Linked DNA regions of Mus musculus: regions 1 and 2 are each linked to region 3. A link is a contact called in public ChIA-PET data. All regions are on one chromosome and are shown on one strand. The core of a region is the stretch at or near the end of the contact, and the rest is flanking DNA. Distances in the headings are between cores, read along the strand shown. Region 1 overlaps Myo6 (myosin VI). Region 2 overlaps Filip1 (filamin A interacting protein 1). Region 3 holds the start of Senp6 (SUMO/sentrin specific peptidase 6).

Region 1 (2,700 bases), core at 97-2,596, 210 kb after region 3:
TGTGCTCCTGTGTGTCAACACTAAGTCTTAGTGTGGAAGCTGTTGGGCCTTTTCCCCTCTGTGATATTTAAGATGCAGATTCTAGTTTGACCTTTCCATTTAGACTTTTTTTTCTGCATTAAAGACAATCATTTTAAGATACCAGCCTAGTTTGCTATGGTTAAAACCATGACCAAAAGCAATTGGAAGAAGGAAAGTGCTTCCTTCACCTTACAACTCCGTCACTGAGAGAAGTCGGGGCTGGAACTCAAGGTGGAAACTTGGAGGCAGGAATTGAAGCATAGACCATGGAGGAACACACTGTTTACTGGCTTGAAAACAAGCCTCACGCAACCCAGGACTCCAAAACCGCATATCCAATGGCAGCACCACACACTATGGGCTGGACCCTCCCATATCAATTAATAATCAAGAAAATGCCCATAGATTTCCCTACAGGCCAATAGAGGCATGGTGTTCTCCCTTCCAAGATGACTTCAGTTTGTGTCAAGCTGACTAACCAGGACAGATACCTTCTATTAAAATTACAGTCTGGCAAGTATCAGGACAAAGTGAGGGAGGATGAGAGAGGCAGGCTTTCTTCTTTTGTAACTTGTGTTGCCTGCCTGTTAATGCTGACCAGAAAAGTTCATGTTGACTTGAGGCTCAGACTGACCATTTATTAGAGTTAAATTAATAGTTCATATTTATCCTGTAGACTCAGATTCTCAACCAGAGATAAGTCTTTTTTTTGAGACCTTAGTAGAAGAGGCCTTATTTTGAAGCTGAGGCTAGAACCTAGGGCCTTGGGCATGCAAGGCTAGTGTGCTACTTGGTAGCAGTAGTCCCAACCCAGTAAAAGTGTGTGTGTGCGCATGTGTATATGTGTGGTATGTGTTTGTGGTGTATGTATATGTGTGTATGTGGTATGTGTGGTATGTGTATATCTGTGTGTGTGTGTGTCATGTGTATATATGTGGTGTGTGTATATATGTGGCTGTGTATGTGTGCATGTATGTGTATATTACACATAATATTTAAATAATAAATTTTCTTTTGCTTCATATTAGTTCTTGGAAAAATGTAGAAATGGAGACTTTTTTAGAAATTTTATTCCAAAATTAACTTTAGGACTTAAGGTGGTCAAATGCAGGACTTTGTTTTTTGTACTTTTATGAAATTTAGAAAGATACAAGTCATACTGGAGCCTTTTGGATGGGCTGCCTTTGGGAAATGGTCAGCTGTGCGGATTTCACATGGGGTTTCCTCATGGCTTCTTTACATGATAAATCAGCTGGGACTTAAATAAGCACTGGCTGGAGGTGTGATTTCCTGCGTTGTCCTCACTGCTGATACTTCCTCTCTATAAGCTGTCTTTTCATAAATTTTCACTTGTAAAATTGATGGGTTTTTCATATGTCACCCTAGACTTCCGTACTGTGACTGGAAATTATTTGTGCTCATGCCTGTAGGTATGGTGTCTGTGTTGGACCTAATGCAAGGGGGTTTCCCTTCAAGAGCCTCGTTCCATGAACTCTATAACATGTACAAGAAGTACATGCCAGAAAAACTTGCAAGATTGGATCCGAGGTTATTTTGTAAGGTATAAGTGCTGCTTCAGTAGAAATTTCTTAGCAACAAATCTTTTCTATTACTTTGTAGTTGAAACTCAACTTTTGAAACTTGTTTTTCAGGCTCTTTTTAAAGCTTTGGGATTAAATGAAGTTGACTACAAGTTTGGGCTGACAAAAGTATTTTTCAGACCTGGCAAGGTAAATATATATGACAGGCTTCGCATTTATTTTCTTAATTATTAGCAATTTATATTATTACAACATTATGTGAAACAGTATGAGATTATGTTTCTACTCACACAGGTTTCCTGTTTGGGGCTGTTTCATATTCTAGTTTAAATTACAGTTTTAATCAGTATTGGAATCAGAGGATTGTTTAATTTTTTCTTAAATAAGAACTAACCAAAACTTTCTAAAATTTTAAGAAAGTTGAAAATTTTTTTCTAGAATATTTTTATAATGGGACAGTTAGATAGCTCAGTATGTAACCCAAGTGGTCACAGAATTCTGTATCTAAATTGGCCCAGGCTCCTAAATACCAGGCCTATAATCTTGTTTGGTGTGTTGTCGTAATATGTTGGAGTTTTCAGTGTGGAAAAGCTTCACTAGAGTGTGGCAATATAAAGCATATGAAACTTGATTGGAGTTTGTACTGCCTGTTGCCAGATTTTACCATGTAGGAATGTATAAACACTACATACATTAGGTTGTTTTTTAGGCTAACATAATACTGCAGTTGTGCTATCAGCTGACTAGAAAACTTCATAGCTAACTGTATTGTGTACACAAACACTTAAGTCTGTTCACAAGTGTTAGTAATACTAATTCCATGTTCCTAACATTTGAAACACTGACATAATGATTACATCCTTATAATTGTAAATATAATTGTTATTGCAGCTTACTAGTTGCACTAGTCAACTATCTCTAGTGTCTCAAGAATAAGGTAATTTTAATAAATCTAATTTCATATTTTTTGAGCACAAGATGAAAATACGCAATTGCATTACTAGTCTGTGGTGTCTATCACAGAACCTACACCATTTCCTGTGGAAAATGAAGAGAAAAAGGAAACATAGGCGCTCATAGCTGGCTTCACATTACTTTGTGTTGTTTATCATAAATTTAACATATCTCTTGTTTCAGA
Region 2 (2,700 bases), core at 12-2,511, 250 kb before region 3:
AGAACCTGTCTCAGGACCAACATCTTCAACAAAACTTTCAGCAAACAGCAATTTTGCTAATTAATTCTATTCCTCTGCATTGAAACAAATGCACAAAATAGAGAGGAAAGCCGCAAGGCTATTAGATGGTTATTTTATAAACAAGTTATTTAAAACTTAAATTAGTAGTACATGTAAAGGGTTGGCACAAACAGAGGAAGGTTTGTTTCCACAGCAGCAGTAGCATCCTTACAACATACCCCCTTAGCCACTGCCCTCAGCCCTTCCCCCCTCCAAGAGAGGCAGTGCTGCTGGCTGCAGATTTCTTCAGCTCTATTTTCATAGACTGAGTCTCAGCTCGAGGCTGGAATTTGGTCAGATTTCCTGCTCCTGGGGCTGCCACTACTGGCTTTCCTGCTTTCATACCTTTTGACATGGGGATGCGGGTGGGTGTAGGCCGCTGAGATGACCCATCTTGTCCTGACTGGAAGAGAAAACACAGACAAAGGGGACATGTTGGTGAGTTTGCCCAGTTTTGTCCTAAACCTTGTGCATTAGCCTAATTCCTGCCACAAAGGGGCATTTCACAACAACCCATCCTAGGGAAAAGGGTTGAGAAAGCCGCAGTCTGCATCTAACCGCTCTTATTCCTTCGGCTTTCTTGAAACATCTGTGCTGAGCTTCCCTCTCAAACCTTAGTTCGTCAACTCTATCCTGACAGAGGATGGCCTCAATGCCTAGACATACCACTGTCTTCCAATCTACCCTTTCAAAGGAAGTGGCTCTAGTCATCTGTTGGCGACCTCAGACTTCCGTTTAAATCGGCACTCTGACTACACCCACCCTCTAACAGTGTTCCTCACCGAGTACTCTGCTTCGGTCTCTGTATGAGTCTCACCAATGCTTCCAAGCTCTGAGGACACTTTTCTTTCTCTTGATGGTTCCTTTGACCCTGCCTGCCTTGTAGATGCGTCACCACGCTCCAGTCTCAGCCTTTTAATGAAGTGTCCACCTTTAGCCTGAGAAGCCCCTTGCTTGTGTTCCATGCATCCAAGTCCTAGAGTCTTTAGCTGCCAATCCCTTCTGAAGTCCAGATCTGATTTCCAACTACTCAACAAACATGGGCAGCATCACACTGCTTACTGTCATGCCCCGCACATCTTCTTACATTTCTTAAAGCCCCAGTTACACAGCAAAGACTGGACCCCGAGCCACCGTCTGCATGTAGTCTATTGTGACATCTTTAAATGCTTCCTTCCCCTTTTCCTTTAGAGGCATGCTTCTGCTCTGTAGTCTAGGCTAGGCTGAAACCTGCAACCTTCTTGCCCATTTCCTCAGTGCTAGAATAACGAGCATATACCGCCACACCTGATTCTCAGTTCTATTTTCAGTATGGTCCTGTTTGCACATTCACCTGCTCTCTGCAAGATGTTAAATAAAATACAGATTTTGGACATACAGAGTTACTTTTTGTTGAAAAGATTTTAATATGAAAATCTTGCAGTCTTAATTTTGGGATGGAGAGGAGTTGTGGCCATACCTAATCACCCACTGAACACTTACACTAGAAACACAACTGGAAGCAGTTTTAACTCTGCTTTGGACTGCTTTTTTTTTAATATTTTGAACATTAAAAAATTCACATTTTAAACCTTATGATTCTTCTATAGCACCTTTTCAAAGAGATTGTCTTTGCGAGTATATTATGGAGTCTCTATAAATTTCTGTGAATAAATGAAATGCTTTCTTAAAATTGGTTCGATTTGGGCTGGCCAGATGGCTCTGTGGGTAAGAGCACTGACCGCTCTTCCAAAGGTCCTGAGTTCAAATCCCAGCAACCACATGGTGGCTCACAACCAACCATAATGAGATCTGATGCCCCCTTCTGGTCTGAAGACAGCTATAGTGTACTTTGGGCCAGAGCCAGCAGGGACTGAGCAAAAGGGGCAGACCAGAGCAATTGGGGTTGACCAGAGTGATCCGGGTTGACCGGAGTGAGCAGAGGTCCTAATTTCAATTCCCAATAACCAGATAAAGGCTCGCAACCATCTGTACAGCTATAGTGTGTACTCATATAGATAAAATAAATAAATCTCTAAAAGAATTGGCTCAATTTATCAAAATGTGCATTTTCACTTCTAGGTAAGATCCTTTTTTCTTATTTTATTTTTAATTTTTTTTTATTTTTGGTTTTTCGAGACAGGGTTTCTCTGTATATATAGCCCTGGCTGTCCTGGAACTTACTTTGTAGACCAGGCTGGCCTCGAACTCAGAAATCTGCCTGCCTCTGTCTCCTGAGTGCTGGGATTAAAGGTGCGCGCCACCATGCCTGGCTCCTAAGATCCTTATTATTTCTGAATAGGCAACTGGCGGGGGAGCGTCTGGATGCTGGCAGAGGCAGGGGTTTCCCTCCTGTGCAGGAGCTGGCTGGTCTCTCCAGCCCCTTCCCTGCTTGCCCTCTGTTCTGGGTTCTGCTCTACTCACCACTGATTGGGTTCCTCGTGTGGATGACGTTGTGACCGGGGTTATGGTTATAGTGCTGGTCACTTTGTTAGCACCAGGTCTTGAAGAGAGGTGGTTCCTGGGAGAGCGAAGGACTGTGCCCGTAGAAACCTCCTTCTCGGCTGTTACGTTGACAGGCCGGACCGTGATAACTGGACTCACGCCTTCCGCTGCTGCAGGCCCGGGAGATCGCTTAAACTGAGAACCCAGGTGAATGTG
Region 3 (2,700 bases), core at 122-2,621:
ACCAGTTAAGTGGAAAGTCAAGACAGTTTTCTAGGAGCCTCTAACAATAGCATATTTGCATAGAGGGTTCCAGCAATGGTCAGGGTGGGTCAGGGTGACTTTCTTTGAACAAACATGCCCTGAACCCAGGAAGCAGGTTGCTGGAGGAATGCCGCTATTTGTTTTATGATTAGCATACCATGGAGCATTGAGTCACAAAGGTCACATTCTCAAGCCTGGGCCTAAAGGCCTAGAATCTTTTGTTTTTTATGTTTCACTTTTTCACTCAAAGGGCTGGAGAAATGGATTCAGCAGTTTGGTTAGCCTGGGTACCCTCTTCCGGCCTCTGAAGTAACTACAAGAAGCAGCTTTCCCACCCTAAATGCAGGCAAAACACCCTCCCCCCAACCCCACCCACTTTTTTTTTTTTTTTTAAAGAAAAAATGTAGCCGGGCAGTGGTAGCGCTAGCTCACCTTTAATCCCAGAATTTGGGAGGCAGAGGCAGGCGGGTTTCTGAGTTCCAGGACAGCCAGGGCTACACAGAGGAACCCTGTCTTGAAAAAACCAGAAAAAAAAAGAAAGAAAGAAAGAAAGAAAGAAAGGAAGGAAGGAAGGAAAGGAAAGAAAAAAATGTTTATTAGCTGACCACACAGCTAAGGGGCTTGAATTTCTGTAACTTTTTTTTTTCATTTTCTGCATTTTTCATGGATTTGTTGTTGTTGTTGTTGTTTTTGAAGACAGGCTCTTCCTTTGTAGACCAGGCTGGCCTCCATCTGACAGAGAGATCCACCTGTCTCTATCCCTTTATGGACTGGGAAAAACCTACACCACTACATGGGGTTTGTAAGAAAAAAGAAGAAAAAAAAAAGCCCCTCAAATTGTATCATAGTCTACTGTGTTCTCTCCCCCCCCCCCCTCTCTCTCACACACACACACACACACACACACACACACACACACACACAAAGTGTACTGGCTCAATCATATCATATATGCATTGTTTGGAAGATGGATGTGAACACAATTTTATTTTCCAATTACCTGGCTTCATTTTTTTTTTTTTTCCTTCCCATGGCACGTTTTAAATTCAGGGTCAGACAAGAACTTGGAGCGTTTCTTTAGAATTTGTGGTGCGACTCGACCAAATAGAATACCTGGCCGGCAGGCTGGCAAGCGCTCGCAGGCCGGCTCTGCCATGGGGGCCTTCCGAGGAAGGGGTTTTTGTTCGTCCCTCGCCAAGGCCGGCCAGACAAGGCCACCCCAGGCCGGCAGGACGACAGCCCCCGGCTCGGGTTCGGCCGAGCCCGGAGGGGGGCGAGCAGGGACCCGAAGGGAGAGAGAGGCTCTGGGGCGGCGGCGGCGGCGGGGCGGGCCCGGAGGCCGGTGGGGGAGGAGCGGCGGCGGGGCTGCTGTGGCGACCGACGCGCGGCGGTGGCGGAGACCCACCCCCGTCCACATGGACAGTCGCCGAGGCCTGGGCTGATGCTCTGACGCCTGGGCGGGGTGGGCGGGCGGCGGCGGCCACTGCTGGAGCAGCGAGGGGTCGCGGGCGCCTCACGGTCGCGGAGCCCTCGCTCGGCTCAAGCCGCTGCGGCCATTTTACGGCCCGGGACGTAGAAGGCGTGTGAGCGTTCGCTCCGTTCTCCGTCCTCCGGAGCCAGCGGCGGAGCGGGGCGGAGGGGAGCGGAGGGAGCTCCTCAGAGGCCGGCGCGGCCCGGTGGATGGGGAGTCGTGTGCCGAGGGGAGCCGGGCCCGGGAAGCGCCGCCGCCGCCGCTCACGGTCCCCGGTAGGCGCCTGAGGAGAAGCAGCCCAGGCCGTGGGCCTCGCCGCCTCCCGTCAGGCCCGCTTTTGTGTGGGGGGCCCGGCCGGCGGGGAGCGCCCCTCGCGGAGGTCGAGCCCGAGGCCCGCCACCCTGCGGCTGCTACCCTCCCGACGCGCGGCCCCCATTCCCCGCCAGCACCGCGCCGGTGTCGGCCATGGAGTAAGAAGGAGGCGGCGTGGAAGGAGGAAGATGGCGGCGGGCAAGAGCGGTGGCAGCGCTGGGGCTCTTTTCCTGAAAGGTACGCTCGGGTCTCCCTCGGGGGAGAGTCGGGGGCGAAATTCGCCGACACCGGGGTGTCTCCCACCCCCGGGCCGTGATACTCAGCTCTCTGCTCCGGGTGGGCTTGGGGCCGCGGGGGCCACGGGGGCCCGGACGGCCGATGGCCCGCTGGGAACGCGCTGCAGGCGCGCCGACTTCGGGTCCGCCCGGGCCAAGGCTCGGGCAGGCCGGCGCGAGGCGGCGCGGTGGTAGCGCAGCGAGCCGAGGCCCAGGGCGGCCTGCGAGGGGCGCGCCGAAGGCTTGGGCTCGCTCCCACCTCCATATTCTCGATGGGTGCCTAGTGGGTGAGGAGCAGACTTCGTCCGCGTCTTTCTTAAGCGTTCGTGGAAAGTTTCAGACCTAAGCTTGGTTGAAACTGGCCGATCCAAGGAGGCAGGGGGAGAGGTGGTGGTTAACACTGCCCTGTGGTTAAAAGCTCCCAGGCTAGCCGCTGCCCTCGGGGTGCAGGTTAGACCCGGCGGTGCCCCGAACTCCGGTGAGATGTGTTTGGTTGTTTATACTTTGTAAAGCAGGTATGGGAGGTGGAAAAAAAAAAAAAGAGAGAGAATGAGCTTCCAAGTGTCGGTTTGGAGACAGCCGGGGAAGGTAAAAGAGTTAGGGTGTGTTCCCATTTTTAGT

The links. ChIA-PET counts read pairs in DNA pulled down with a chosen protein or histone mark.
Region 1: an RNA polymerase II ChIA-PET map of effector CD8 T cells shows a contact between it and region 3, with 29 read pairs. The contact joins the enhancer-like site here to the promoter of Senp6 in region 3. A contact is called at or near these places in 1 of 39 promoter capture datasets (liver), 5 of 484 Hi-C or Micro-C datasets (the HL-1 cell line, the HPC-7 cell line, Th1 cells and 2 more), 2 of 115 datasets of contacts at active chromatin or transcription factors (effector CD8 T cells and memory CD8 T cells) and 3 of 9 other capture datasets (adipose tissue, liver and pancreatic islet).
Region 2: a contact with region 3 is called in an RNA polymerase II ChIA-PET map of effector CD8 T cells, with 25 read pairs. The contact joins the enhancer-like site here to the promoter of Senp6 in region 3. A contact is called at or near these places in 4 of 39 promoter capture datasets (the C10 cell line, cranial neural crest, hippocampal neurons and 1 more), 7 of 484 Hi-C or Micro-C datasets (B cells, the Ba/F3 cell line, erythroblasts and 4 more), 7 of 115 datasets of contacts at active chromatin or transcription factors (acute myeloid leukemia, bone marrow-derived macrophages, craniofacial prominence and 4 more) and 2 of 9 other capture datasets (adipose tissue and liver).

The regions. Positions count from the first base shown.
Region 1 is chr9:80,280,010-80,282,709 of GRCm38.p6, forward strand. It overlaps Myo6 (myosin VI), which reads left to right. Exons shown (of 33, transcript NM_001039546.2): 21 at 1,452-1,582; 22 at 1,674-1,751. Among named protein-coding and RNA genes, the nearest start is that of Gm27227, 16 kb to the left of the region's middle. Within about 2 kb of position 1,347, at least 9 of the 459 cell types and tissues checked have an H3K27ac peak or open chromatin away from gene starts, as enhancers often do. A contact at or near this core is called in effector CD8 T cells and memory CD8 T cells, where this site is marked.
Region 2 is chr9:79,815,435-79,818,134 of GRCm38.p6, forward strand. It overlaps Filip1 (filamin A interacting protein 1), which reads right to left. Exons shown (of 6, transcript NM_001081243.2): 5 at 2,464-2,700; 6 at 1-463. The coding sequence ends at 257. Among named protein-coding and RNA genes, the nearest start is that of 4930429F24Rik, 23 kb to the left of the region's middle. Within about 2 kb of position 1,262, at least 79 of the 459 cell types and tissues checked have an H3K27ac peak or open chromatin away from gene starts, as enhancers often do. A contact at or near this core is called in the Ba/F3 cell line, acute myeloid leukemia, bone marrow-derived macrophages and 8 more, where this site is marked.
Region 3 is chr9:80,065,532-80,068,231 of GRCm38.p6, forward strand. It overlaps Senp6 (SUMO/sentrin specific peptidase 6), which reads left to right and starts at 1,372. Exons shown (of 24, transcript NM_001311110.1): 1 at 1,372-2,041. The coding sequence starts at 1,993.